Regions from separate parts of the Mus musculus genome. Here regions 1 and 3 are each linked to region 2. A link is a contact called in public HiChIP or PLAC-seq data. All regions are on one chromosome and are shown on one strand. The core of a region is the stretch at or near the end of the contact, and the rest is flanking DNA. Distances in the headings are between cores, read along the strand shown. Region 1 overlaps F13a1 (coagulation factor XIII, A1 subunit). Region 2 overlaps F13a1 (coagulation factor XIII, A1 subunit). Region 3 has its middle 10 kb from the start of Gm30489.

Evidence for each region. HiChIP or PLAC-seq counts read pairs in DNA pulled down with a chosen protein or histone mark.
Region 1: a BATF HiChIP or PLAC-seq map of CD8 T cells shows a contact between it and region 2, with 21 read pairs. The contact joins two enhancer-like sites. A contact is called at or near these places in 1 of 15 datasets of contacts at CTCF or cohesin (CD8 T cells), 3 of 484 Hi-C or Micro-C datasets (CD4 T cells, liver and nephron progenitors) and 1 of 115 datasets of contacts at active chromatin or transcription factors (CD8 T cells).
Region 3: a BATF HiChIP or PLAC-seq map of CD8 T cells shows a contact between it and region 2, with 36 read pairs. The contact joins two enhancer-like sites. A contact is called at or near these places in 1 of 15 datasets of contacts at CTCF or cohesin (CD8 T cells), 6 of 484 Hi-C or Micro-C datasets (CD4 T cells, CD8 T cells, cortical neurons and 2 more) and 2 of 115 datasets of contacts at active chromatin or transcription factors (CD8 T cells and Th17 cells).

Annotation. Positions count from the first base shown.
Region 1 is chr13:36,963,798-36,967,726 of GRCm38.p6, reverse strand. All of the region lies in intron 6 of F13a1 (coagulation factor XIII, A1 subunit), which reads left to right. It overlaps Gm30489 (a long non-coding RNA gene), which reads right to left. Exons shown (of 6, transcript XR_873245.2): 5 at 544-751. Among named protein-coding and RNA genes, the nearest start is that of Gm30240, 23 kb to the left of the region's middle. Within about 2 kb of position 1,901, at least 5 of the 459 cell types and tissues checked have an H3K27ac peak or open chromatin away from gene starts, as enhancers often do. A contact at or near this core is called in CD8 T cells, where this site is marked.
Region 2 is chr13:36,883,904-36,887,953 of GRCm38.p6, reverse strand. The region is part of intron 13 of F13a1 (coagulation factor XIII, A1 subunit); the gene reads left to right. All of the region lies in intron 2 of Gm30489 (a long non-coding RNA gene), which reads right to left. Among named protein-coding and RNA genes, the nearest start is that of Gm30489, 62 kb to the right of the region's middle. Within about 2 kb of position 1,418, at least 8 of the 459 cell types and tissues checked have an H3K27ac peak or open chromatin away from gene starts, as enhancers often do. A contact at or near this core is called in CD8 T cells and Th17 cells, where this site is marked.
Region 3 is chr13:36,811,588-36,815,750 of GRCm38.p6, reverse strand. No RefSeq gene overlaps it. Among named protein-coding and RNA genes, the nearest start is that of Gm30489, 10 kb to the left of the region's middle. Within about 2 kb of position 1,645, at least 11 of the 459 cell types and tissues checked have an H3K27ac peak or open chromatin away from gene starts, as enhancers often do. A contact at or near this core is called in CD8 T cells and Th17 cells, where this site is marked.

The sequences.
Region 1 (3,929 bases), core at 652-3,151, 79 kb before region 2:
AGAGGATAACCTGTGGGGGATCAGTTCTCCTTGACCATCGTATGTGACCAGGGGATTGAACTCAGATTGTCTGGCTTTGTGTCAGGTGCCTTTACCCACTGAGCCATCTTGACAACCCCTGAGCATCTAAGAATCTCTTGTCTGGAGATTAAGAAATGATCACAACAAAAATGTTAATGACTGTAATCAGATGACCAACCAGTCAAACACAGGATACAGATTGCTACCTCAGACATGACTTTTCTCCATGTTTACGCTTGTGGAAACATTAAGGAAATAAATGGCTAAGGCTGGAGAGTTGATTCAATATAGAGTGTATATACCAAGTTCAATTCCCAACACTACATCAGGAAGCCTACAAGTGACTGTAACCTGAGCTCCAGGGGATCTGATGCCCTCTGCCAGCCCCCAAGAGCATCTGTACTCATGTGTACAGCACCCCAAAACATGTATACAAATAACAAAAATGAATCTGGTATGAAGAAATAAACACTCAGTAAAACCCTAGTTTCTTTGCAACGGGACCACACTGCAGAACCTTACCTCTTATGATGTGGATGTTGGTTTCTCCCTGGAAATATTGTAAGATAAGTGAGCGGCTAGTCGTCACTTCCATCACTTACACAAGCAAGAAAACAGGATGGTGAGAGCTTGTCAGTGATAAAGCTTTTGCCAGAACCTAGGTCCACCGACTCCACCTGTGAATGCATTCTCCCTTTCGCATGACTCACTGTAGGGGACCCCAAGACATCTGCAAGAATGCAGGGATCAGGTTAGGAAGTTAACTAAAGGACTACCTGGTCCTAAGCTGTACTGTATCCCTCGCACTCAGACAATCATTGGTACATAATGAGCATCAAGTCTGGTCCAGGTGCACAGTATTACTCAGTTATGGTAGGCCACATTTATCTCATAGGAAGATTGAATGGAGAACATCGTTATATTGCCAATGCCTTTACATCTTCTAAAAAAAAAATTCTCCCTGGAAGAATTTTATCTTCAATTTTGTTTTGTGAATCTTTTGAGTCAAACAAAATCAGTTTTGTTGACACATAATTACATGGCCAGGAAAGATATAGTATGTATATTCTGACTAGGTGCTAAAAATAGAGACTCTGACTTTATTAAGAACTGAGTTACATGGAAATTTAAGATGTGCTGGGTCTTACAACATGAAAGCAAAACCTAACATCTAAGGACAGCTTGGGGCTGGAGGCACAGCTTAGCGGTAAAAGCTTAGAGGGTCTCCTTAACATGTATGAAGCCCTGGGGAAGGAGCATTCAACCTCTGACCCCCAAATAATAAACATGTGTATTTAGATGCATAAAATAAAAAAGTTTTGTTTTCTCATGTTATTTGCATGGTGTGATGAAAAGATAATTTAGTCCTAAAGCCTTTGGCAATATCTGGAGGTCATCTTTGTACAACACATACCAGATCAGTTTTCTACATGGAAAAGAAGCCACCCTTCTTTTTTTTCTTAATTTTTAATTCTTTTTAGTTCCCCTTAGAAGCAACCATGACATGTTGCAGTGAAGAGAAGCAAGAAGAAGGAGTGATAAGATATGAACTGTCTCCCTCTTATTCATTCTAAAATAACACAGTCTTCAACCTGGCCTTACACACTCACTGTGCATACTTCCACCAAATGCAGAAATCACAAGCCAATCCAAAGCAGCACAGAGGAAAGCAAAAGGAGACAATCTAACCCACACTGTCTGTGGCTGCCTCTGACCAGGCATAACACCAATTTAAATTGCCTCAAAATGGCATTAGCTCTAAAGAGCCTCTCTCTCTAAAGTTCTAATTTGGAAAATGATCATCACGGTTACACAGCCTGGTACCAGGGAGATAAAATCTGCATAGAGAATAATGTGGTTGAGGTTTGGTTTGTTTTCTGGAAGGGATGACCTTGGGTGTTAAAGGAGATAGGTACTGCTCTGAGCAATTTGAAGTGGTAGCTCCACTTCCCCTTAGTTCCCCATGCCACTCTTCACAGTATAGAAAGTTCGATAGTTGAGAAAACCTCTTCACCCCTGTTATCCCCTTTAATCCTCAAAATAGCTTTTGTGAGTCTTTCCAAAATCTGTTCAGCTGTAGTGATTTATAAAGCTAAAACAAGGAGCCTCCAGAACTGGCTAAGATGGTGATGCATAGAAAAACAATTTTCTGATCATATAGACAGACCCTACATGATCACTGGAAACACACAGTGGGATTTCAGCATAAAGTTAAGTAAAGAACAAAGGTATATGTAAAGGGAGCAGATCTTCTTATTTCCCAGTTAAAGATTTTTCTTAAGATATGAAAAGATGCATTTGGAAGCTACAACAAGGACATATTTGAAGCTGGACGAATCCAGCCAAAATCAGACTTCACAGTTAGATGGCCATGTTGTTCTCCTGAGCTGGCCCCCAACCTCTGATAGCTTCGTGTCCATTTCCAATGCATCTCATCCCTGCCACTGAACAGATGCGCTAGAACAGAGGTGCATGAGATGGGTAAACATTTCAGGAGGGCCACACAGACTGTGCATGGATTCCAGAAGATGCATATGATCTGCAAACCCTTCCAGAGGACCACAGATTCTATGCATAGATTCCAGGGGATGCATATGGCCTGCAAACTCTTCCAGAGGACCACACAAACTATATATGAATTCCATTTCATACACAATGGAGTCACTGCACGCAGAAGCTTCCTGATGCAGCTGCTCCTGGAAACCATGAGGAGAAGCAGCCTAGCTCTGGCTGGACACTTGAAGAAAGTAAAACAGGCATCAATATAGCACAGGAGTGCATGACTGGAGCCCCAAAGACAAACTGGCTTTCTGTGGTCATGGCACATAGATTGGCAAGGAGATGGCAGGAAAATGGCTATGTATGAGGCTATAGGAACACAGAAGTGATAACAAGCTTTCAAATGATAAGATAAATAATGAGTTTGGCTTTTCAGACAACTTTCTGATGAAAATCTTTGTGGTACAGTCTATCCACCCTCAGATGGCTGCTGTACTGATAGTGTGTGCAATATATTGCCCAACAGCATCCCTGAGCCTCTATTCAAAAATTCCATGAACACACCATAATATGCCAGCTGAAACATTGAAGAATGTCTCCAGATATGGCCAAATGTTCCTTGGTGTATAAATCCCCCTAACAAAGATGGAGTCTGTGCTCAGTTTTCCTACCTATAAAATGGAGGTAACACCTTCTTCTTGCCTGCATAATAGGCTTCGTTCAATTCTGTTTTCCATGCTTTGCTGAAGAGACCAGGGAAATTGTTTTGCATAGGAGGGCCTGTAGCTGTATCAGGAGACAGAGTCCTGGCTCTGGTTCTGCCGTTAGCCATGTGAATCAGGGAAGAGCACTTAATTCCAGGACATACTTCTCTTCCTTTTTCAAATGAAGCTTTCTCTCTTTAGCCAAACACCTGAAATTCCCATGTGCCTTAGTAAGGGCTTTATTTCTGTGAAGAGACACCATGACGATGACAACTCTTACAAAGGAAAACATTTAATAGGGGCTGGCTTACAGTTTCAGAGATTCAGTCCATTATCATCATGGCAGGAAACATGGCAGCATCCAGGCAGACATTGCACTGGACAGTTCAGAGTTTACACCTTGACCTGAAAGCAGCTGGGAGAAGACTATCTTCCACCCTGGGTGGAGCTTAAGCATAGGACTTGACACCCACTTTCATAGTGACTCACTTTCTCCAATGGCCACACCTACTTCAACAAGGCCACACCTCCTAATAGTGTCACTTCCCATGGGCCAAGCATATTCAAATGACCAAACAAACACTGTTAGCAAGATCTATTTTGTTCTTCTAATGAACATTTTCTTATTTTTTTTTATATATTCAGTATCTGCTCCTGTTATTTTTATTTGCTATTGCTTCCCTTTGATGAGAACACAGGGAGAAT
Region 2 (4,050 bases), core at 169-2,668:
AACATAGTTTGTCTCAATAATTATCATATTTTTATGCTCCAACTAGAGCTTTTCATTTGATGCTATGATTCATGCTAAGATTGCCAGGCCATCTTCAAATCCTGACTCTGTGTGTCTCTGTAGTGAGGCAGGGAAGATAACAAGGTGAATTCTGGGGCCGTGTGCCTCCGGCATCCTGACATGTACACCTGTGTCTCAGATGGAAAATTAAAATTGGGAGAAACACTTGAAATACAGGCAGTTTCCTGAAACACTTACCAGTATCTAGGTAAGGGATGATAGGGCTTCTATTTGTTCTACAAGGGCCTAAATGTCCAGGGTTTTTCATTAATGGCAAGGAGAAAAACAAACAAACAAAAAAAAAAAACGTGTTCTTATTATCCCTGAGCCCCATACCTCAGGTTTGGGAGCTCTGACTACTTACACATCTCAGTGTGTCAAATATATACATAATATAAAATATGTATTTTATTATATATGTTATGTTTGTTATATTTTGTTATATGTGTGTACATATATCATGTGATATATACTTCATATATATCAACTAAAAGGAGGAAAAGATGACTCTGGACCACAGTTTCAGAGTATCAGTCTCTGGTCAGTTGTTTATGCTGCATAATGTTTGGAACATATAGCAGAGGACTACAATATCCAGGAAAAGATGAAAGTAGGAAGATGCCAGGGTCCTGGTATCTCCTTCAAGAACATACCCCTAGTGACATAACTTTCTTCCACAAGCCTTAATGTCTCCATATCTCACACTTGTAGCCTAAGCCCTCTGGGAGATATTTAAGATCCAAACCATACTATCTTCCATGTATCCAATTTAAAACAACAAAAAAACAAAACCAAAAAAGCCTCCCACACTCATTAGCCTCCCTGCTCCACAGTGACTCTGGCCCAATCACCAGAACTTAGCCCTCTCCTTCAGGAGGGGGACGCTAAGGGCAAGGGAAGGAGGAGGGACGGAGGCCTCTTCTCTCTGAAGTTGTCTTCTCCCAGAGGATGCCAGATGAGGGGCTTCTTCCACAGCTTTCTGTGCTTACACCCACCCACGGCTGTTAGTCAGGCAGGACCCCAGCTGTCTGTCAAGGGAGACAGTGAAAACAGTGTCACTCTGGACTCTGTGTGAGCTCCAAGGCTCTGATGTGCGCACTCCTGTCTCACCTCTCAGGACAGCTGAATAACAGGGTTCGCATAACGGAAAGGAGGCATCATAGAGCAACAAGAATTCAATAGCCTAAAGTAAGGAAAATGATGGGCAGAGTCCTCATGTTTCTAAATAAAAAGCATTGCAAGTCATCTGTGTTATTAGAGCCAGGACAGAATATAGTTATGCAATGATCTAGTACCAATTGCTTTCAGGTCTCAGGCCCCTCCTTACTGTGTGAACTCAAGAATTTGCCACACCCAAAGCGCAGGTTGCCCTATGTATTTCCTACTTGCTCTTCCACATCTTCTTACCCTGTCACTCTATGACATGTAAGCTACTGGATCCCTTGTTAAAAAGTATGTCCCCAACTTTACCCTAAATAGAAAATCCCATTATCATCCAGTAATATACCTCAAGGCCTCAAGGCCACCTTGTCACATTTCGCACTGGTGAGGAAATCAAATTCTTTCCTCGTAAAGTCAAAAAGAAAAAGGTGGATGGTAGCTGTGTTTTCAAATATAGTACAGGGTCAACTTAGAACTGGTGCCCTCAAAGGATGGTTTAGCGATAACATGAAAAGCTAACGCTGCAAATGATTCTTCGCTGGGTTGCTATTTTTATCTCATCTGTCAGAGATCACAGTGTGGGTGGTGTTTCAAGGAGAATGTTTTAAGTCAGAAAGACCTAGATTTATTTCCGGTTCGGTTCTTCCAATTTACTAGCTCTAGTTAGCTTTTAAGTTTTGCTTTAATACCAAGAGAATAGAGGTAATAATAACAATGTGAATCTCCAAGCCCATAGAGCTACAAGGATTCAATGGCAAAAGTAGAGAAAATGATGGGCAAGGTTCTCGTATTACTAAGTAAAAACCGATGTAAGTCATATGTTAAAGACAATCAGGACAGGATAGGTTTAAGCAATGACCGAGTACCAATTGCACTCATGTCTCCTTTTCCTCCTTACTGTGTGAACTTGAGCAAGTTACATAGCTTCTCCGTGCCTCCATTTCCTTATTGGTAAACTCACATTATTTGTCCACACTTTTTGTATAGATTGGCTTGATATTTATAATTCTTGTATAGAAAGTTGTTTCTGCCCTGACAGATATTTTAAGCCCACTCTGTCAATACAGTATATATCAGCCACAATGAGGTTTTTGAATCCCCAAAAACAATAGCAGGTTCCACCAAAGTCAGAGTTTTCCAAATTTCACTTCACTTTAATTCATTTAAGTCTAACATAGGCCTCCTGACCTAGTGACTACCATCTTTGTTGGCATGGGCTTTTACATGACTTGCCCTTGGCAAAACTGTTGGCTTCATTTAGCAAATGACAGCATACATGTTAGTGGAGAGCAGTACCCACTCTGGAGCTGGTGAGCAGTTTACCAACAAGCAACAGCTTATTTCCAGCTGTGACCGTGGGGTGAGTAGGAGGGAAGAAATTCAATTTCCAATGATACCTGGAAGACATGATTGAAAGCACTTCAGATAAGGACTGTTTGGTGAATCTAATAAAACCTGCGAATCAAACTGGCAACCTAAGTCATTTTCACTCTTTCTCAAAAATTTCCTTCCTTTCAGTTCTCTCTCTCTCTCCCTCCCCCTCCCCCTCCTCCCCTCCCCCCCCTCCCCTCTCCCTCTCCCTCTCTCTCTCTCTCTCTGTATATGTGTGTGTGTGAGAGAGAGACAGACAGAGAGATACAGAGAGAGAGAGAGAGAGAATGGTTTTCCTTTTTCTCAAAGGATCTGAGTAGCACTCACTATCCTGACTTTCTTCTATTCATGGCAGAACTCAGTGCATCAATATTAATGAGTACAGTTGCCTTGGAAAGACATGTTGTGAGTTGAGTTTTAAAAATAGATATTTTAAATAAAATTAGTTATATTAGTTACTTCTGCCGTTGTGATAAAGTAGGAAGACAATCTGTAGAAGGACGCGGTTCTTTGGGTTTACATATCCACAGGAGTAAGAGCCCACCATGGCGAAGAAACATGGTGCTAGTCAGGCCTGGTAGTGGGAGCAGGAAGCTGAAAGATCACATGCTCAACCACAAGTAGGAAGAAGAGGGTGAACTGGACATGGAGTGAGGCTATGAAGCCTCAAAGCCCAACCCTAATGATGTACTTTTTCCATCAAAGCTGCACCCCTAATCCTCCCCAACAGCACAACTAACTGAAGACCAAGTATTCTAAAGTCTGAACCTATGGGAGACAGTTTTTTCATTTAAACCACCAAGACAGTAAACACTGAGCCATGAGCTCTCTATAAAAATATAAGCCATCTCCAAGGACAGCATGTCCTCTGTCTCTTCTCTTCTCTCTTCTCTCTTCTCTTCTCTTCTCTTCTCTTCTCTTCTCTTCTCTTCTCTTCTCTTCTCTTCTCTTCTCTTCTCTTTCCTTTTCTTTGGCCCCTGTCATAAGTCTCTTTAAATCAGTACCTGTGGTGCTGTGCCTTTCCTAAGCTCCTATTGACTTCCCTAAGGTCTCCCCTTAAGGATTTATGAGAAGAAGAGAGAGAAAGAGAGGGGGGAGCAGAGAAAGAGAGGAAAGAAGAAAGAAAAGAAAGAAACGAAATGAGAGAAAGAATAGAGAGAGTAATATTGACATAGAAATGTTATCACGGCATTAGAAAAGTGAGATGTTCGGAACACAGGAAGAATCCAACACAGACTCTTTTCCCCCACAGAACCATTGCTCTATGTTCCACAGATACCATCACATCTCCCTTAGTCAATAGATATCATAAAAGTTGACAGTGTTTTATTCTATTCTAAGAAAAAGGGAGAGAAAGTGCCACTCAAATTTTCTAAGAAAGCTATTGACTGTTGAACAGTTAAGTATTGTGTTTAGGTTGTTCTGAGTTTTTATGATTCAGCATCCTCTTAAGAGTCA
Region 3 (4,163 bases), core at 396-2,895, 72 kb after region 2:
AGAAGTTATGTAGCAACAAGAACATAAATGTGATGAAGTCACACCCTGGTCTCTAGTTGGGAGCTGCCACAGTGGACTGGGACACTCCAAGGTACTCTAATCAAACCTCAGACCCAGCCAGATCAAATTCCTGTGGAATACACAGAGGGTATTCTATCACCAGAGAGAAATCCTCCCAATAGCTGGATCCTGAATTTCTAAGCCCTGAGAATACAGTGAGAGAATACTTTCTATTCTGTGTAATTATGTGTAGCCCGTTGTATTTTGTCTGTGACTGAGACACCTACAGATATGGTCAGAAGACCTTGCATCACTTCTTTTCCATGCCAGAGAACACTGCTAATTCTTCCATCAATTAAATTAAAATGAATTTTTCTGACTAAGAAGGAATACAGAAAAACCAGGCTCTGTGGACTCCAAAGAACTCCATGTACCTGCCCCCCTTCATGTATTTCACTGTAAACGCATCTCCAACAATGCTGTGATCCTGTGATTCCCTGCTCAGCAGGTGTCTGCAGAAGCCAGTGTACAGAATGTCTCTACTTAGCCAGAGATTTCAAATATTGATAACAACTATCACTCAATGTGCAGAAGGACCTAGCTGGAAGACATTGAGTATTCAGGGAAACGCATAAAGTCAATTGCTAAACTATACTCCACAACTAGACTCTCCTTAAGGGGCCAGTAAATAGAGCAGGTGAGTAATTTTACAACACGAGTAAAAATCATTTCCAATTGTACAGTGAGTATTCTCTGTCATGCTTAGAAATGGTTTCATCATGCCTCCCACAATTGCTTCCTCAAAATCAACCCACAACTTACCCAGTGACTTTTTTGAATGGAAAAAAATGGCCAACCTTGAGCTCTGAATCAAAAGACTAATGTTTCCCCAGGCTTAGGACTCTCTCCACTCCATGGAAAATATCTTAAGAACTTATCTGTTGTCTCATCCTTGACTCCTTCGGCCTCATAAGTTCCATTGTCTCTAAATTTCCATCTTCAGCATCTACACCCCTGTACTACACCCTCTAGTTGAAAAGAATTCCCTTCAAGAGTGAGTATACCAATCCCAGACTCTAGTCTGTGTTCCCTTCCAAACTGCTAAACTCTACTGAGTACATGATCAATCTTTTTGTCTACCTGAAATTTTATCCTTTTTCTCATGTTAGGGGACTTCTGAAAACTAATGAGTTTTGGTGGAGACAGCACCCACATCCTACTCCAATATATTTTAAAAGCCCCCCCCCCATTCTCAGTGAAGATGTCACAGTGTACTCTGAGTCACACAAAGTTCTAAGTCCTATACACTGTTTTATACTCTATTAAGATTATAATCAAATTTAATTTATAAAATTAGGCATAGTAAGAGTAATAACAGCAATCATAGAGCTATTGTAACAATATATTGTAATAAAAGTCATGTAAATGACTTCCTCCCCCCATGCCCTCTCTCCATCATGGGCCCAGTGACAAAGGGTGTATTCACTTTCCTGGAGGCTCAGAGATGAGCAATTTGTGCTCAGGGTGACAAGCAAGAAGTATGAATCTTTGTTTCTGAAACTTTCTATTCCATTCTCAGACCATGGTTGACAGAAACTGCAGCAACCAAAACCACAGGTAGGAAAGACTGCTCTGCTCATTTTCTCAGCTGCCCTTGCAACAAGATGTGACAATGTGGTCTATGCTCCTCTGGGGTGGGTGGCCCTGTCCCTTGTTTCAGAAGTCCTTAGTCCTTCTAAGGAAGCAAGGCTCTCAAGCTTGTCATTCAATGACAGTGACTGCAAAAGGGGTCTCAAGTGCCAGGAGGTCTGGTGTGTGCATACTGCAGGGTCCAAGCCTCAGAGGCAGCCAGGGTAAACTCATGACCCAGAGCTTCTCTCAGGGTGGGAAGTTGAGCCTGGCTCTTCAGATCGCCTCCAAACTCCCAAGTGACTCCACCTTCCACTTCAAAGCTTGATTTTCTTCCAAATAAGAATCCCAATTGACACAATTTTCTATCTATCATCTCAGATCCAACTGTTGTGTAATTGAATTCCATTTTCCCCTCAAACCTGTTACATGCTGGAATGTCCATTTTTGCCTGGTGGCATTACACACACTGGAGCTTCGGAATGATCTCTAGCTTGCTTCACTCTTTCCTCAAGCATCTGTTTAGCCAGATGAAATTGTTGATCTTTCTGGATAATATCTTCCTCATTCATTCCTCCTTTTTCTTTGCTCAAAACCTTCTGTCATCAAGCTAACATTTGTACCAATGCAGAGAGTAGTATCCTACCTATTCTCCCTGCCTTCAACTCCCTCTTTTTTACTATCATTGTTAATAAGTACTAACTGTGCAAATTAATGGAGTGTAGTATAATATTTTGCATATGCATACAACATTGCAGTGATCAAATCAGACCTCCCCTTTTCTATCACTTTCTCCAAACATCCTCCCTTCCACCCTTGCTGATGCCTGATAATCACTGGTATGCGTCCAGTCTTTTTATTATTATTATTATTATTAGATATTTTCTTTATTTACATTTCAAATGCTATCTTGAAAGTTCTCTGTACTCTCCCCCTGCCCAGCTCCCCTACCCACCCACTCCCACTTCTTGGCCCTGGCGTTCCCCTGTACTGGGTCATATAAAGTTTGCAAGACCAAGGGGCCTCTCCTCCCGATGATGGCTGACTAGGCCATCTTCTGCTACATATGCAGCTAGAGACATGAGCTCTGGGGGGTACTGGTTAGTTCATATTGTTGTTCCTCCTATAGGGTTGCAGACCCCTTCACCTCCTTGGGCACTTTCTCTAACTCCTCCACTGGGGATCCTGTTAACTTCCACATATGAGAGAAAGCATACTGTGGTTGTCTTTTGGAATCTTATTTATTTCACTTCATATAAAGTTCTCCACTTCCTTTCATGTCGCTAAAAGGGCATTATTTATTCTTATTTAGAGCTGATAATACTCGTGTGTGTTGTTGTTGTTGCTGTAGTTGTTGTTGTGTCTTCTTTATACAGTCATCTACGCTGTATCTTAGACATTGCCAGTAATAGCACAATTAAAGTGGGCGCTCAGGTATCCCTTTTATATGCTAGTTTCTGGTGTATATACCCTTTGGACCACACAGTAGTTGGTATGTTAAATGAACTCCATACTTTGTACCATGAGCAGCCCTTCATTTTATGTGTATATTTATTTAAATGCCAATAACACTATTTTTCACTTTGTTACACTGTGTTAAAAATCATATAGAGGCTGCCTAATCCTGCAAGCTAAATTAAAAACACCATAGCAAAACCCAGAGACCAACAACATTACCCTTTGATTTCCCATTTGTATATTGCCTCTACTCTGACCTCACATTAGACTGGATAAGATTTTTACCCTTTGATGGGTCTTCTCTGAATGAATAAATCACTACAGAGAGTGGGTGAGCAAGTTAAACCTTGGTGACATCACAGAAGTTGTGGACCAGGTGTTCAAAGTGAGCGAGTCAGAGATGTATCCCAGGTATCTCTGTTTTCTATGTACTTTTCTGGCCATACAGCCAGTGATGCTGGCTTTTTCTTTCCATCTCACCCTTTCCTCAACTAAAACTCCATCTGCCAAGCCTTATCACCCCCTTGGTGCATTATGAAAACTGACAAGGTTCTGCAGAAGCAGCAACTGATGAAATCACAAGCATGAATTCATGGGCTAACTTGCAAGGTTTTAAATCCCAGTTCAGCTGCTTCCTGGACAAGACATACATTCATTATCTCTGTGTGTTCAGTTGACGTCTCTGTGTCTGTTAATTAGCAACATGGCAATCATAATAGAACCCATCTACTTAATGTCAATGTGTAAACTGAAGGGTGGGTAGATAGCACTCACACTAATGCCAACCTACTTATTAATATTGCCACTGGATTTTCTGTTCATGGAAGTCAAACAAACATTCAGTCCTTGCTTAAGCAAATTGCAGATGGATTCCTACACAATCATAACAAACACAGGAAACAAAATGATCACAAGGGCGGGTTTCATTTTTACAGTGTGTTTGTGAATTCCTCAGCTGGAAGCCATGTGGTTTTTGGTGTCTCCTTGTTATTTTAACCAAAGGAAAGTGAAAACAAGGCCTACTTATGACTACTAATAAATATTTTTATTCCTTATATATTCAGAAACTACACCCT